Linked DNA regions of Mus musculus: region 2 is linked to region 1. The links are chromatin contacts, called in public Hi-C maps. All regions are on one chromosome and are shown on one strand. The core of a region is the stretch at or near the end of the contact, and the rest is flanking DNA. Distances in the headings are between cores, read along the strand shown. Region 1 overlaps Gm41257 (a long non-coding RNA gene). Region 2 overlaps 5430437J10Rik (RIKEN cDNA 5430437J10 gene).

What was found. Hi-C and Micro-C count contacts between places; a contact is called where the count stands out from the background.
Region 2: a Hi-C map of bone marrow-derived macrophages shows a contact between it and region 1, with 14 read pairs. The contact joins two enhancer-like sites. A contact is called at or near these places in 1 of 484 Hi-C or Micro-C datasets (bone marrow-derived macrophages) and 2 of 115 datasets of contacts at active chromatin or transcription factors (CD8 T cells and large pre-B cells).

The regions. Positions count from the first base shown.
Region 1 is chr15:5,260,421-5,265,854 of GRCm38.p6, forward strand. The region is part of intron 1 of Gm41257 (a long non-coding RNA gene); the gene reads left to right. Among named protein-coding and RNA genes, the nearest start is that of Gm41257, 8.5 kb to the left of the region's middle. Within about 2 kb of position 2,946, at least 36 of the 459 cell types and tissues checked have an H3K27ac peak or open chromatin away from gene starts, as enhancers often do. A contact at or near this core is called in bone marrow-derived macrophages, where this site is marked.
Region 2 is chr15:5,574,252-5,579,685 of GRCm38.p6, forward strand. The region is part of intron 2 of 5430437J10Rik (RIKEN cDNA 5430437J10 gene); the gene reads left to right. Among named protein-coding and RNA genes, the nearest start is that of 5430437J10Rik, 81 kb to the left of the region's middle. Within about 2 kb of position 2,585, at least 1 of the 459 cell types and tissues checked has an H3K27ac peak or open chromatin away from gene starts, as enhancers often do. A contact at or near this core is called in bone marrow-derived macrophages, where this site is marked.

The DNA of each region.
Region 1 (5,434 bases), core at 1,696-4,195:
ACTCTTGGCAATATTCCCATTTCTCCTTTATGACAAATTACCCACCCTTTGGCCTCTGATTACCCACCAGAGAAACAGGCCATTGCTTTGTGAAGCAGGAGGGGAAATATACTATAGTTTAATTTTCAACTGTAAGGATTGGCACATTGTGTCAGGAACAAATAAATTTGAATTGTACTTATCTAATGTTTAAGCAATTCTGTGAGGCTTTTATGGGTACTTTAGGGAAAACTGTCAGCAGTCCAGGCTGATGTCCTTCTCTGGCTGGCAGATGCCAATGTTATTGTGCTGGTTGCCTTTCTGTCTGCTCCAGCTGTCAGTAGCATCTGAGAAGAGTGGACCTCAGTTGAGAAGATGTCTCCAACAGATTGGATTGTAAGCAAATATATGGGGCTTTTTCTTCATTAATGAATGATGTGGGAGTCTGAGCCCACAATATATGGGACCTGGGACTTAGAAAAACAACAAGGTTAAATACCATTCTCCCACAATCTCTGCTTCAGTTTCTGACTCCAGGTTACTCCTTGAGCGCCTGCCCAGAACCCCCTCAGTGATGGACCGGGATGTGGACTTGTTGGAAAAAATAAACTCTTTCCATCCCAAGGTGCTTTTAGTCAGGGCCTTATCACAGCAACAGAAAGCAAACTGGAAGGTGGGAGAGGTCCCTGGCTTCAAACAGGAGGAGCTACTTTTTCAGGGTGGGAGGTATCTGCGTAGCGTGAGCAGGCAGCCCACAGAGCTCCACAGATGTTTCTCAATAGTTCCCTTTATCTATTTTAAACCATTATATTGTGTGTTGGGTATGGTGGTGTGCTCCTATAACGCCTGTGCTCAGAGATATCACAAGTCTGAGGACAGCCCAAGCTTCATAGTCTGATCTATTTTGAAAGAGTAAACTCCTCCCTTGAAGGAAACTGGCATATGGTAGATTTCATACTCCATTTTCATTTCATACTCCATTTTCATACTCCAATGGGTGGCTTTACACCCATGCACAGATGGGCAGTACTAGTTGAACCCAATGGGTCCTTTAAAAAGATAGAAGAAAATAGAAAAAGAAAAAGAAAGGAAAAAGAAAGAGAAAAGAAAAAGAAAGGAAAAAGAAAAAAAAAGAAAAAGAAAAAGAAAAAGAAAAAGAAAAGCCTTGGGCAGTGGTAGGTAGTTCATGCCTTTAATCCCAGCACTCAAGAGGCAGAGGAAGGTAGATCTCTGAGTTTGAGGCCAGCTTGGTCTACAGAATGAGTTTCAGGACAACCAGGGTTCCAAAGAGAAACCCTATCTGGGAAAAAAAATGTCATGGGGAATTATGAGAGGCTGTGACTGTGAAGGAGCTGCTGAGAAGGAACTGGAGGGGTTGTATATGATCTAAGTACATTGTGCAAATGTATGAAATCACAAAATAAGTAAATATAGAGCCAAAATACCATGACAGGCAACCAAAAACAAAGCAATGGAGCAAAGCAAAACAAACCAAAACAATTGTACCAAGCTAGACCGACAGAGAAAAGAACTGTCCACATTTAAGGTGTACAATACGGTGAACTTGAAGACAAATACTCACTTGTGTAATCATTGCTACAGTTAATGTTTTCAACACACCCACCCGCTGCAGTTTCCCCTGAACCCCTATTTACCTTTTGCCTTTAAACTATTTTATTCATTTTTTGAAATTTTCATACATTTTTTTCAATGCATCTTGACAGTGTCAATCAATTCCTTCTTCCCCAAGCCTCCATCATATCCCCATTCCATTTCTTTTCTACTTTATGCTTTCTTTTTGTTGTTGTTATCAATAATTCCCCGAGTCCACTGAGTACACGGTATGTGGGGCTGCTCACTGGGGCATGGCAACCTACCGGTGGCCAAGTCCCAAAGGAGAGTAACTCCCTCGCTCAGCAGCCACCAGCTGCCAATAACTACGCCAGGGCTACTTTACCATCTGTGCTGGAATTTTGACTGGTTTGGTCTTGCACAGGCACCACAAGTGCAGCATCTGTCAGGTTGTGTCGGGAAGGCAGCACTTCACAGTTCTCTTCCGTTCTTCCCACTCCTTCTCCGACCCTGTTGCCTGATCCTTCCACAGTGGAAGGCTGACTCAGTAGACTTCACTCACAGCGGAGCCCGCACTGTTACATATACTGGATGCTTTGCCCAGTTACGAGTTTCTGAATTAAGCGATATCTACTGCAAAAAGCAGCTTCTCTCACCAAAGTCGGGAGCAACACAGAAATCAATTTCCATAAGGTTTCTTCATTATCTTCCACTTCCTGTCCTCTCCCTGCTAAAAATAAACCAATCAAGAGTTGAACATGTGTTTCTGAACTGATCTACTTTGCCAATCTTATGAAGTCTTACATTTAAGTTTGGTATGAGTGACAAGAAAAGAGAAGAACTGTGAACGAAAAGAAAGGTTTGAAAACCCAGAGCGAAGACACCATCCTGAATTGGCTCTGTGGGGGAGCTGAGCAAGGTTCTCCATGGTCTGCTTGTCCTGCCAAAATAACATACCGCACACAAAGTAGGTTAAGCAAGATAAATTTCCTTTCTTACAGCTGTGGAAGCTGCAAGGGTATTGGCAAGTTAAGATTCAGACACATCTCTGTGCTATGCAGATGCTCAGGCTCTTTTTGCCTTGCTTCTGTGTCCCCAGAGAACCTGCCTCATGTCAGGATACCAGTCAGACTGGATTAGAGCTGACCCTAACCCATGTCCCCTTGCTCCCTGCCCTGAGAGCCTTGTCCCTCTTTACTGGTAGTCATGTTGGGACTCCAGTTTCAATTTCAGAGAGTGGGCATCACAGCCAGCCCGCAGGAAGGCAATCCTTACAGGGCTTTTTATTATTCTGACAGAATTCGAAAGCGAATTGAGGATGTAAATGACTACAAACCTTCAGACCGAAATTAACTGGGGATAGCTCACTGAAGAATGAGGGTGATTACTAACACATTATGCAAATGGAGGAAACTAGATAAGAAAAGTAAATGGGCAATTTGAAGTGTAAGTGGCTTTATGCTACACAGTGAATTCATGGCCCGTCATCGGAGAAGTCATGCGTTTGCGGTGTCGGAGAATTAACTTGTCAAAATTGCTTGCATTTCTCATGTTTGTGTGGTTTGTTTTGAAACCTTTCTACAAGTCAAAGAGATTTATGGTATTTCCTTTATTATTTTTGGAAGAAAAAGCGGTGGAAAGAAAGTGTAAACATTAAACAAAATGAAGCTCTAGTTAAGTTGTTATTTAGTAACAAAGGAAATAGTTACCTAGTACCTAATTCATAATCTTTTGAAATATAATAAAAAATATTTAATTAAGATAAGCATCTAGTAAGGTGTTTATTTCATTTTATTAAGTTCTGAAAACCAATATTGCCACAATTATAATAAAAACTACCAAAACTATTGAGTTTTTTTAACCTTTTATCATTTTCAAATTAAAATGATAAATTAAAATTAAAATCCTTAATACTTAGAATGCTGAATGCTCAAATGTTTCTAGAAGAATTTAAAAATGTATGTATTGTCAGCTTGTCTATTTGACATATAACATGCATTGTCTGTGCTGTTACTTGTCCTCCCTCCCTCCCTCTCTCCCTCCCTCCCTCCCTCCCTCCCTCCCTCCCTCCCTCCTTCTTTCTTTCTTTCTTTCTTTCTTTCTTTCTTTCTTTCTTTCTTTCTTTCTGTCTTTCTTTCTTTCTTTGTTTTAAATCTACCTTTTGTTTTCATTAACAAGGCAAAATGACCATACCCAAGTCGCGGCATTGTTCGAGAGCTTTGCATGTGATAGTGAGATGGTGAATTACTTTATCATTGAGGTTATGCAGTATGGAACATTTCTCGTACATTTAACTGGATCTTTTCAGCTTTAATAAAGCTGTGAGTTAAATAACAAAAATCAGATAATTAACTCAGTCTTTACTTATTCAACTTGAAACAAACGAAAAATGTTTTGTGTCTTGTTTTGTTTTTGTTTTTCCCCAAATTGCTTGTGTTAGGTATGCAATGGAAAGACACAGCTGCCTGGCATACAATTCTGGTCTTACGATTCTTAGCTGTAACAACTCTGGGCAAGTTGTTGAGTATGTTTTTGTCTCAGTTTCTTTTGTGTGAAATGGTATTGCATTAATGCCTACTTTTAGTTTCGCTGTAGGATTAAACGAGGTAGCTGTGGAAAGTGCTTAGGAGGGGTACACGCCCATCATTAACATCATAGGTGTTAATTTACTAGATGTTTTTATTGTTAGCTGAAGTGGCATACCCTCCCCCACCCTTCTGCATTGTATAGTTGCACAATTAAACCCAAAACCCCAGAACCATTTCACTGATAAATAGTATTCCATAAGAAAGGAAGCTCTTGATCTGGGAATTATGACATCTTCTCCAAACCAAATTTGAGAAAGCTCTGCCCTTGAGCATCAATGAATCCAGAACTGGCATCTCCCCACATCTTGAACAGCAAGTATTATGTTTGGCTGATGTGCAAAAATTGAGCTGGCTACAGAGAAGTTGAGGCAGGATTGGTTATAGTTTCCTAGAAAGGAATTGCTTTAAATACCGAGAAGAGCAGAATGGACTCTTCTCAGCACTCCATAGATGCAAGCTGCTTAACAGGAGTGACTGAACGTGGAGGCTGAACGTCACTTGCAGGGTGCACACGGTAATATCCCAGCCTCCTCAGGGCAACTTGCAGCAACTGAAAAATTATATCCCCACACATAGGTGTATGGAATCCTAAAGGAGATGGACTCATGGATCTTGACTGATATCAGATCTAGCCTGTGAAGATTGTCTCATCTGGTGGCTAGGATGGGTCACCAAGGGATTATTATTGGTTCTGAAAATGTGTGGCTTCTTCAGACTTATATAATGATTGCTTAGATTCTTTGGACCTTAGTTTCTCCACAAATAAGTGAAGGGAAAGACATTTTTTTAATTGAAATGATTTTTTTCATATACTATATGCTGATAATTGTTTCCACCCCCCCAGTTCCATGTGCTTTCTTATTCTCTTTGGAAAACAAACAAACAAACAGACAAACAAACAGGCAAACAAAACAGGATAAAGAAAAAAACAAAACAGCAACAAAAACAAACCAAAGAAGAATCACAAGAAACATGCACACATGCACATACACATACACACACACATACACATACACATACACGCACATGTACACGCACACGCACACGCACACACACACAAATGAAACCTATAAAGGAACAAAATCGGAAAGCATAATATCAAAGCAAGTCAAAAACATCTAAACAAAGCAGTATGAGGTGAAATGTCTACAGAAGTACCATTGAGTTCATTTTGTGCTGGGCATCTACTGCTGAGGATGTGGTGTGCCCTTAAGTGGAGTTAAGATACCCAGTGAAATGCCAAGAGAAAGGCTTGCATTTGATGTGAGAATCTCAAAGACACAAATAGAAAATTT
Region 2 (5,434 bases), core at 1,335-3,834, 310 kb after region 1:
CATAGTTCCTTGTTTCTTTTCCAGGCCAATAAGCATGTAAGGAAAATGTAAAAAAAAAAAAAAAAAAAAAAAAAAAAAAATGCCCCAAGGTGTGGTTTTTTTTTTTTCCTTCAAGAGATTTGACTTTCTTGGGATTAGTTCCTCTCATACCTATAGCTTTTGTAAACTTGGCACAAACCTAAACACACCTGGGAAGAAAATATCTCAGTTGAGGAATTGCCTGCCTAAGATTGGCATTTGGACAGTTTGTTTTTTTCCTTTTTTAAATTCTGTAGTTCCATGTCTGATGTCAAAGGGCTTTAATGGCTGAAGCCTTCAAGCTTTGCTGACTCAGCACAATTCTTTCTCTCAGGCTAGCTCCACTCTTTCTTTTTTTCTTTTTCTTTTTCTTTTTTTCAGCCCTCCTCAGCAGATATTCCACAGCTCTGGACCTTCTAACTTCTGGATGTCTCCAATGTAACCCAAGCATCACTTTCACAGACATAATGGTCTCTCAGGGACTCTATGTAAAGCAGCGACTCTGTGGCTACCCTTAACCATGGATGAAGACTCCACGGTCTCTTTAATCATCTGTCCTTCATGACTCTACAGTTAGAACCATGTGTCCATTTATGCCAAGTTTATCTGTCCCTTTGGGATGAATATTGGTACCCTTCTTGAATTATGTTTGTACAACATTTCCTTTTGCCCCACTTGCTCTTTTTCATTGTAGACCCACATAAGAGTGATTTCTAATAACTGCATGACAGAGTCAATAATACTAACGTGAAATCTCCTCTGCTAAGAAAATTAGCCTAAAATTCTTCAATTTAGTATTGGGAAGATTCCTAGGAAAATGGCTGTACCCAGCTATATTCTTTGCCAAAAGATTATAAAAATGGTTTCTATTGAAGAAGCAATCACTGTGCCTGCATGGGTCTGTGCTAAGTCCTCTGCAAACATGATGTGGTTGTTTAACTTGGACTTTGGGGGGGGGGGTGTGGTAAGACTCCTCACAGTGGGAGTAGGAGATCTCATTTGCCTACTCTTAGGATCCCTTTTTTCCCTCCTTCATTGCCTCATCCAACTGGTTATCCAATACCAAATGGTCATTTCTGAAAACATAATCATACAGTTAACATGATACTGACTAAGAAGATTGTGTTTATATGTTTAGGAATGTATACATACATACATGCGTACATACACATACAGCATGTTTTCACATGTAAAAACAGTTAGAGGAAATGTGATCATAATCATTTAGTATTATGCTTCATTCATCCCTAGTGGTCAGCATTCTGCATGATACCAGAGGAGAAAGATTAATCACAAAGATCACCCATCTATAAACCTGGGACTCCATCAGGGACCTGCCTGAAAGGTATATTGGTATGATAGTGGCACAAATATTATGGAAGTTATCAGCCACTTTCTGATTGGATTTAAGATCCATTCCATGAAATGGAACCTATACTTGAAACTGATGCTACATAAGTTATAAGCCTACAGGAAATCCTACTATCATTATTATGATAAACAAACAGTAATAAAATGACTCCTAGTGATACATTGCTATACTCATAGATCAGTGAATCACTCAATCAGAGAAGCTTCTTGGAGTAGAGGGGAATTAGCTCAGAGACTCAGAACTGTACAATGTATAGAGGCTGAGAGATCTCAATCGTAGGTCAGATGTCTTTGTCAAACCCCTATGCTGGAGGGATCTATGCTGGAGAGGAAGGAAAGGATTAGAAGGGCTAGAGGTGATGGATAACTCAAAGAAACTGGTGTCTTTGAGACACAGCAGGACTGATGCACCTATGAACTCATCATGTGTGAAAGCTGCACAGGTTCAAGCTAACTGGGGTTCAGCACTGAGAGGGGGAAGAAGACATGGGTTCCTGCTTGTAACTGAGAAGTGGTTTGCAATGGATACCTACTGAGAAAGGGAAAATCTGTTTTCTTCTGGAGTGACATTGGGTATATCAAACACACTCCAAGCAAGCCCTATACTCAAAAGTAGTTGGCAAGCATAAAACAAACTTGATCCTTATCTTCCTTTCTTTTCCTTCCCTTCCCTCCTCTCCCTACCCTACCCTTCCCTACCTTATCCTTATCTTCCTTTCTTTTCCTTCCCTTCCCTCCTTTCCCTATCCTACCCTTCCCTACTTTACCCTTCCCTTCCCTTCCCTTCCCTTCCCTTCCCTTCCCTTCCCTTCCCTTCCCTTCCCTTCCCTTCCCTTCCCTTCCCTTCCCTTCCCTTCCCTTCCCTTCCCTTCCCTTCCCTTCCCTTCCCTTCCTTCTCCTTCCCTTCCTTCTCCTTCCCTTCCCTTCCCTTCCCTTCCTTCTCCTTCCCTTCCCTTCCCTCTCCTCCCCTCTCCCCTTCCCTTCCCTTTTCTTTTCCTTTCTCTTACAGACCATTTATTTGATTTCCTTTTTGTTTTGGCACCTTTGGTCTTATTGGTTTGTTTTGCTTTTCACTTTTGTAGTTCTTTCATTTGAAGGAAAGAGAAAGAACATAAAGTTGTGTGGGTAGGGAGGTGGGGAGGATTGAGAGGAGTTTTAGGGAAGAGAAAGCATTATTGAAATATGTCATGTGAGAAAAAAATTACAATTACATCATTTCCCCTTTCCTTTTCTCCCTCCAATTTCTCCCATGTATCCCCTCTTCTGCTTGCTCTGAAATTTGTGACCTCTTTTTCTTTAATTGTTGAGACATATTTTTATTTATATATTCATAAAAGAAAAAGACACTCTGCTGAGTCTGTGTAATGATACTTCTATGTATATGACTTCAGGGATGGCTTTAGTGGCTAGCCAATTCTCAGTCATATGTTGCTCCTAACTCCAAATCTTCAGATATGTCTATAACCTGGGATTATAGTAAGGTTAACCAGGAAGGTAAAATCGAATGAAGGTGAATGGAAAAGAGTGTATGCGAGAACACCAGGGTACAAACAATATGGAAGTGAAATGGAGAAGATAGGAGAAGGCTTAAATAAGTAAGGAGAGGGGTCACTATAGGAGACAGAGGAAAAGGATAAAACAAAAGTAAGAATGTCTACGTAGGAGTCATCATTATCCTTTGGAAATGTTAACAGATATTTTATTGATTCTGTAAGAATTTCATATACTGTATTTTTATCATGTTAAAATTTCTTCAAGTGCTTGCATTTCCACCATTTCCTGAAAGGTGACCATGCAAAAATGATTATGGAACACCTAAACTCATTTTATCAATTCTTGTTTTATATAAGCTGTGTATCTGTGATCTCATGTCTTCAAAGAATCAAAAGATACATTTTGTCAAACTCTAGCAGTCCAGTAGGAGAAATTAGTATTGTTTTGTCAGCTTATTTCAGTCAAATGACAAAAATCTTAAATAGATTTATTGGAAAAAATTTTAGTGTCATTTGTCTCAGTAGATTTTGTAACAAGCCAAACTAATTAACTGGTTAGAGTTTTTAGTTTTTTTTTTTTTTTTTAACATGTTCTAGAGTCTCCTTTGGTAGGGGTAATAAGATGCCATGTGTAGTTTAAGAAGCAGGCATTTATTTTTTTACAGTTCTGGGTACTAGTATATCCAAATGGGTGCTAGAAGGTTTGGTTTTGAATGAAGGTCCACTTGCTGGCTTGCAAATCACCATCATCTCTTTCACATTGGATTTGCTCAGATGACCTTTTGCTCAGAGAGGGAAATAGAAGGGAAGAGGGATGGGGGCGGGGGAGAGCAGGGTGTTTATATGCAGGTTCCTCTTGTAAGGACACTAACTAATCTTCTATAATGGCCCATACTCACAGCCTCATGTAAGCCTCATTATTTCTCAGAGTACTCATGTCCAACATGCTTTGGTTGAGAGTTGAGGTTTCAACCAGCCTACGAATGGATGGGATGACAGACACTCAGTCTAGAATGGTAGATTCTGTGGTCCAGTTTCACAGTTTGCTTCAGAATCAAGGTTCATGCAATCTCAGCAAGAATCTTGGTCACCAAGACTTACAAGAAAATAAGGTTGGAAAACTCAGACTCAAGTGACTCAAGCAGATTTTCCACTGAAGTTTTCCTCAGAGCCTTGAATGTGCACATAATTCTAAATTACCCATGGGAAGATTTAATAAACATGTAAGACATTTTTCATGCCATGCTTAATAATGTTTCCCACTTGCATATTTCACAGAAAACAATGTAGAAAATATTCATATTGACCCGTGAAAATTTTGTGTACATATGTAAACACATTTTATATATTAGAATTTATTATATGCATATTATGATCACCTAGAAAATTATTTTTACATTTATGTGTGTTATATTTCATGTCTGTCATTAACATAGAAATAGCATAATATTATGAGCAAGAAAGCTACTGAGATTGTTTTTGAGTCAATGTTGAGCAAATATGGAGCAATAGAATATCAGATGGAAGAAGTTTTTATGAAATATAGAATTATATACTTTCTAGACATTTTAAGCTTCTGTCAAGCTAAATTTTAAATGGAATTTTTCTCTCTTGCTGAAATATTTATATATATATGAAGGATGTATATCTTCAACAAAGTGTGGATGGTTCATGCTCATTGTTTGAATTTTATTCACAGATGTCTCATTATCACAGTAGAGGAATCAGGCTACATGTACACAATGAAGTGGTTTCTTGAGATCTCTTAGCTAACTGTGACTACAAACAGAGCTAGAATACAGCTTCCTATCTCTTACATTAGTGTTGCCCTGCTGCCGTGGTGTGTCACCTTTTTTAGTCCTCCCAATTCTTCTTTTTAAATGAGAAATTCACATTCATCAGAGACACATGGCTTTAAAAATTGCATTAAGAGCTAGCAAGATGATTCAGAGGTGAAGATGCCAAGCCTGAGGGCCAGAGTTCAAACACCAGAACCTACGTGCTTTAAGAAGAAAAAGACTCCTCCGACCTGTTTCCTGACCTCCACATGAGTGTCCTGGATGTAGATAGAAACACACACACACACACACACACACACACACACACCACAGTCACACATACATGTACACATGCACCCATGGATAAAAATAATGAATAAATAAATACATGGGAGAGGGATAAGGAACTTTCAGAAAGGAAACTAGGAAAGGGGATCACATTTGAAATGTAAATGAAGAAAATATATAATAAAAATTAACATTAAAAATACATGAATAACCAAGTTAACATAAAATATTTTAAAAGTAAAATACATAAATAAAAGTGCATTAGATGTGCCCTTCAAATGGATGACATTATTAACACTTATCACAGGGAATAGCCTTCTTCTCACTGGCTCTTAATCCTAGGGAAGTTCATGACTCGCGGCTAAAAAATAAAATAATTTTCATTAGCAAAGCATTGTTCATTGAGAAACAACACACCTGAAATGTTTATTTTTCAATTTAAAAATTAAAGAGAAACCTTAAGTGATTTGAGAGCAGTTATCCACA